Linked DNA regions of Mus musculus: region 1 is linked to region 2. Evidence: chromatin contacts called from public HiChIP or PLAC-seq data. All regions are on one chromosome and are shown on one strand. The core of a region is the stretch at or near the end of the contact, and the rest is flanking DNA. Distances in the headings are between cores, read along the strand shown. Region 1 overlaps Tcte2 (t-complex-associated testis expressed 2). Region 2 holds the start of 2700054A10Rik (RIKEN cDNA 2700054A10 gene).

Region 1 (2,968 bases), core at 212-2,711, 190 kb after region 2:
GGAAGACAAATTACCCTTTAAGGGGTTAACTGGAGGGAGCCCTATGGAGGGATTGTTTACACAGGTGTGGGCAAGATTAAGGGAACTCAGAAGGGTGAAGAATGTCACCTGACCCCTTCACATGGGATCTCCATAGCAGGCAGCTAGCTCTGAAGGCATACAAGTGACAGTTGGTGATTCCTGAGCACTGGAGGAACTGGGGGAAATGAGGAAGGACTGTGAAGGGGCACCAGCTCTCTTTGTTTAGTTTAAGATGTTCTAAAACTGATCGTTGTGATGGCTGTTTAACTCCCCATGTTTCAGAAACCACCCACTATCAGGCTTTGTGAATGAAATGTCAGTGAAGCAAATAGACTGGCGAAAAGAAAAAAGAAAAAAAAAGAAAAAAGAAAGAGAGAAAAAGAAAAAAGGAAAAAGAAAAAAGGAAAAAGAAAAAAGAAAAGAAAAGGAAAGAAAGAAAGAAGAAAGCAAAGAGCTGCTGGCTAGCTGTAGGTTTTACCATGTGTTTTCCAGGATCAGGGAGGAGCCAGAGGTATGGAGCCTACAGCCCAGTAGGCTCTGAGAGTCACCTAACAAGGCTGAAACCAGGAAGGAATCCAGCTACTGCCTGATCTGGTACAGTGAGGGACAAGCAGAAGGCAGGCCTTGGTTTTCCCAAGCTGCCTTTTACCCTGTGCTTCCTGCTGCTCAGACCCAATAGAGCAGACCCCAGCCTGCTGGGCACCGGGCAGGTGCATCAGGACAGAGGACAACCAGAAAGCCTTGCTGGAATTACTGGAATTGACAGTCTTCCTCCTTCCTTTGTCCTCAGAACTTGCCTAAGCCTCAGTGGGCTCCTCCCCAGCTCCTGCCCTGTAAAGCTTCCGAATGCAGCTTGTTTAGTACAGTGCCCCTAGATTCAAGCTCCCTGGAGACCCAGGGCTACAGGGCCCCCACTTGCCTCTTGAACAGCTCTCTGACCTTTGCAGGTCCTCGGTGTATCTTGTTAGTAAGAAAAATCCATGTCCCCATGGTGCTTATCATCTGGGAGGATAAGGAGGAGGGAGGTGGGTAGTGGGTGGCAGCATGCATCGAGTGCCTGCTTCTTACTTGGCTTCCACAAGCACAGAAGTCACTGCCTCTTCCCTCTGCCACACTCCAGGCATCATTTGCACGATCCACAGAAATTATTACAAGGGCTGCCCCAAGTGGAACTCTACAGACACTGACCTTGCGCTTAGTGTGGGAAAGGGTGAGAAAATGCGCACTCCCAGCAGGCAGGCCCATCCCCTAGCTGTGTTTGCTGCTTCAAGTGCTTCCCTGTGCAGTGAAGGTGTGTGACACCGAGAGCTAGAAAGGAGGCGAGGAAGGCGCTTCCCATAAGCCAAGGCTGCCTTTATGAGGCGTCTGTGTGGTTCTCACAGTGCCAGAAGTAGTTGTTACGGCCTCTGTTTACAGATGAAGATATGGCCTTGGTGTTGGGAAACAGTCACAGCAAAGGAATGTGCCAGCAGCAGGCCAGCCTGCTTTTCCTGCCTGCTGCACCTGGGGAGCCCAGAGTCATCAGGAAGCCAGGTTCACACCTCTGTGCAGCTGCTGGCCATGCACTTGTGTGGATGGTGTGTGCTTTAAGCCTCCTGTTCCTGCTAGTGACAGTCCAATAAACACATCACAAACGCAGCAAAGCATAGGGCGGCTGGTACAGATGGGCAACTGCACTATACACTAAAAAGGGATTTCGGAGATGGCCTCCTGAAAACTAAGGATCTCAGGCAAGGATGCACCTTCTGGCAGTGGTGCCTCAAGGATGAATCCCCAGAAATACTATATAGAGGTCTTTCCAGCTAATGTAAGCAGCACACAGGGCCAGTCCTGATTTTTTTCTTAGGCAGAAGTTCTAATAAAATGGTTTGGCAAAGAAATGCTGTTTCATTCTCCCTGTGAAACTTTTACAAGAAACTCTGCTGCGATTTCTTAGCATGAGAGACTTTTCCGTGGTTGATTTGCCATGTACGATCACGTGTTGGCAGATGGTACGCACACTGGCTGACTGGAGATGGAGAAGGGAGTGGGAGTGGGGTCGGAGCAGTCTCCATCAACACTACAGTGCTATGAGATCCTTAAGCAGAATTTACCATTGGAAAAATATGTGAGATCTTCAGTACAGGCCCACAGAGAGCTCTGGAGCTAGCAAGTCTGTAAGGGGACTGCTCTCATTAGGAACAGTAGCTCATTTTCCTTCACATTATCTATTCATAATCCATATACTACCTGCTATAAAACACAGTAAGACAAAATCACTGGACAAATTGTGGTATCTGTCTACTTACAGCATGTGCTGTGCTGTACCAGACACCTACGGGGTTGCTAACATTGTTATTAAATGCTGGAAGCTCGGATCCATTGTATGGAAGGATCTGGAAAAGGTAAAAAAATACACCCACTTTCACCTCTCAGTCTGCCGTGCAGGTCTCCCCACAGTGAGGTATTTGGATCTGTTAATAATTACACTTCCCAGTTGTAACCTGTACAAAACCCAATGAAGTGTGGACTCACAAGGTGTCAGCTCTCGGTCTCAGGGAAGGAGACTTCTTAGGCATAACTGCTTGTCAGAGCCATTCTCAGTCAGCCTGGAAGTTGGCACTCTGCCCTGGTGTCATGCTTTCAGAAGCAAAGACTCCCTCGCTCTCACCACAGTCTGCAGTTTGCATTTCTAGTTTGTGACAGCTCCCTTTACTGGACAAGACCCCTGGGGGGTGACATACAACAGCACAGGAGGCCGTTACAGACAAGGTGGGTTTGTGTCATAGCTGTGTCCAAGTTCGGGGAAACTCCTATCTGACCTGAGCCCACCTTTTCTATCTCAAGACTGTTCAACCTATTTCTACAAGTGTTAGAATGGTAGCCAATGAATGGTTGCCACAGCTGTCAGAGCATGGGAGAATTCTCTCCCAATGGGGACCAGTGTCATTTCTCTTAGTAGGTCAGC
Region 2 (3,054 bases), core at 498-2,997:
GTCTGTGCTGTGCTGTCTGTGCTGTGCTGTGCTGTGCTGTGCTGTCTGTGCTGTGCTGTGCTGTGCTGTCTGTGCTGTCTGTGCTGTGCTGTCTGTGCTGTGCTGTACTGTCTGTGCTGTGCTGTGCTATGCTGTGCTGTCTGTGCTGTGCTGTGCTGTGCTGTCTGTGCTGTGCTGTGCTGTGCTGTCTGTGCTGTCTGTGCTGTGCTGTCTGTGCTGTGCTGTGCTGTGCTGTCTGTGGCTGTGCTGTGCTGTCTGTGCTGTGCTGTGCTGTCTGTGCTGTGCTGTCTGTGCTGTGCTGTGCTGTGCTGTCTGTGCTGTGCTGTGCTGTCTGTGCTGTCTGTGCTGTGCTGTCTGTGCTGTGCTGTACTGTCTGTGCTGTGCTGTGCTATGCTGTGCTGTCTGTGCTGTGCTGTGCTGTGCTGTCTGTGCTGTGCTGTGCTGTGCTGTCTGTGCTGTCTGTGCTGTGCTGTCTGTGCTGTGCTGTGCTGTGCTGTCTGTGCTGTGCTGTGCTGTCTGTGCTGTGCTGTGCTGTCTGTGCTGTGCTGTCTGTGCTGTGCTGTGCTGTGCTGTCTGTGCTGTGCTGTGCTGTCTGTGCTGTGCTGTGCTGTCTGTGCTGTGCTGTGCTGTCTGTGCTATGCTGTCTGTGCTGTGCTGTCTGTGCTGTGCTGTCTGTGCTGTGCTGTGCTGTCTGTGCTGTGCTGTGCTGTCTGTGCTGTGCTGTGCTGTGCTGTCTGTGCTATGCTCTCTGTGCTGTCTGTGCTGTGCTGTGCTGTGCTGTGCTGTGCTGTCTGTGCTGTCTGTGCTGTCTGTGCTGTGCTGTGCTGTCTCTGCTGTCTGTAATGTGCTGTGCTGTGCTGTGCTGTCTGTTCTTGCTGGCTGGTGACAGGACAGAGGCTGTGGAAACATGGGACAAGAGTAGCTCTGAGGTAAAGAAGGTTTGTCCTTCTTAGACTATTGGCTCCAGGAATGTGGAATGGCTCTTTGTTTTTCTATTTTGGCTTAGACTAAAGCTATCGCTTAAGATAAACTCACTATCCACCACCTTCCAGTCTGTCACTTCATTTAGAACGTCTTTGATATTCTTCTCTTATCAATGGCACATAGATAAAACACACAGAATAATTATGTACTGTTTGTGCAATCACAAGTGTCTTGGTTAGTCTTGGGTCAACTTGACACACTTGAGAATTCTGTGGAAAGAGAAACCTCAAGAGAGAAAACACCTTTCTCAGATTGGCCTGTAGGCAAGTCTGTGGGGCATTTTCTTGATTGATGATTGATCTGAGACAGTCTAGCTCATTGTGGGTGAGACTACCCCTGGGCAGGTGATCCTGGTTAGTATATGACAGCGGCTGAGCAAGCCATGGGGAGTAGGCCAGTAAGCAGCATCCCTCCATGGCCTCTGCATCAGCTCCTGCCTCCAGGTTGCCTAAATAGACTGTGATCCAGCATATGTAAGCCAAATAAACCCTTTCCTGTCGAAGTTGCTTTTGGTCATGTTTCACCATAGCAACAGAGAGCAAACCAGGGCATGCATGCATGGAAGTGGGCCGGGAAGTATATCCACTCCCTATCCCCATCGACACTTGCTTCTTAGCTCAATTCAAAGCTGCTTGCTTTTCTTTTCAGCTTCTTTTATGACCAGGTTGCCTTGAATACATACAGGCAGGCAGGTCCTCTCCTTAGGCTTCACAGTCAGGGGGCTTCACAAACTCAGTGGACAGCAGAGAACCTTAAATAAACCTAGAAAGGAAAACAGGACATTAAAGTGACTTTCTTCCCCAAAAGATTAAAAATTAATAAAACAAAAATCACACTACCCCGCCCCCTGACAGAAACATGTATTTCAAATTGGCTTGGTTTCTATTTCTCCACATTCTTTTACATTGCTAGGCCCTTTGCTTCTTATCACCATGATTTCAAAGAAACTTTCAAATTGTTTTGTTTTACTATAGATGCAACGTGAACATGTGACCAAGCCTCTTCTGATAGCTCAGAGTTTTTAACTCAAATCTTCTGTGCATTTCCCTTAAGGAAAGTTACTGTTCAAATGTTCGATGCATTTATTTGTTATTTGTGTGTGTGTGTGTGTGTGTGTGTGTGTGTGGTGTGTGTGTGTGTACATGCCAGAGTGCCAAGAACCCGCTAATTCCTCTGAAGTCTTGGAATTAAATGTAGGGTCACAGTAAGGATGCTGCACCTGATTGGCTGACTGGGAAAACACAAAGAGGGTGAAAATAGGACCAGTCAGGGAAGATCTGTCAAACCCTACATGGGGAGAGAAACCCCCCACCCGTCAAATTGCTAAAAGATCTTAATCTCGTCCGTGGTCTGTCTCTGCATATACTTAACTGGTTAAAATGTTTAGCAAAAGACTTTTGTTATGGTTGTTTCTGCCATCTCCTCCCTTCCCCCAGCAGCTGCAGCTACAGTGAAGGCTATCAGAGATTCATCACTCTGCCTCTGAGGCTTAACTCTGCTTAGCTATCAAACCTGTCGGTAATCTCTGTCTTAGGGACCTCACATACTCCTAATGCCAATGAGAGGTCCTTCCCCTGCAAGGTGTCTTGCCCATAGGCTGTGGCCTCGCCCTCTTTGCAATGACTTGTTACTCAGTGGCTCATTTTGGTGGACTCAGAATTCACTCAACTCCTCCCCCGCTGGTGAGCGTCGATCCTAGAATGGCTTTAGAAAACAAGGCTCTTTGCAGCCCAGCTCTCATGCTGTTTGTAAACTGCAGGGCAGTCCTAACAGTAGGACTGGGGAGCCAAAGAGGACAGGGGTAATAAGCTGCAGACTCCCAGCAGGTTGCTGAGCAGACTGACCGCAGCAGCAGAGGAGACAGCTAGGTGGCCCTTCTCTTGCTTGTAGGCTTGAATACTTTTTTAAAAATTCTCTAATAAAATATTTCTTCCTCTTCTCCTGAGGTAGTTTCACAGGTTACAGATTAATCTTCTGAGGAGAACAGAGTAGAGAGTGTGCCTGTCTCCTGAGAGCAACCTCACTGGAGGGCTGCTAGCTTACAGAGTCCCCGTGTCAGAGCCACTTCTG

Evidence for each region. HiChIP or PLAC-seq counts read pairs in DNA pulled down with a chosen protein or histone mark.
Region 1: a contact with region 2 is called in an HNF4G HiChIP or PLAC-seq map of pancreatic cancer cells. The contact joins the enhancer-like site here to the promoter of 2700054A10Rik in region 2. A contact is called at or near these places in 3 of 39 promoter capture datasets (the C10 cell line, cranial neural crest and second pharyngeal arch cranial neural crest), 2 of 484 Hi-C or Micro-C datasets (brown adipocytes and cerebral cortex), 5 of 115 datasets of contacts at active chromatin or transcription factors (embryonic basal ganglia, embryonic forebrain, embryonic midbrain and 2 more) and 3 of 9 other capture datasets (adipose tissue, liver and pancreatic islet).

Annotation. Positions count from the first base shown.
Region 1 is chr17:13,742,435-13,745,402 of GRCm38.p6, forward strand. All of the region lies in intron 1 of Tcte2 (t-complex-associated testis expressed 2), which reads right to left. Among named protein-coding and RNA genes, the nearest start is that of Afdn, 17 kb to the right of the region's middle. Within about 2 kb of position 1,462, at least 113 of the 459 cell types and tissues checked have an H3K27ac peak or open chromatin away from gene starts, as enhancers often do. A contact at or near this core is called in pancreatic cancer cells, where this site is marked.
Region 2 is chr17:13,552,347-13,555,400 of GRCm38.p6, forward strand. It overlaps 2700054A10Rik (RIKEN cDNA 2700054A10 gene), which reads right to left and starts at 1,748. Exons shown (of 4, transcript NR_045437.1): 1 at 1,667-1,748.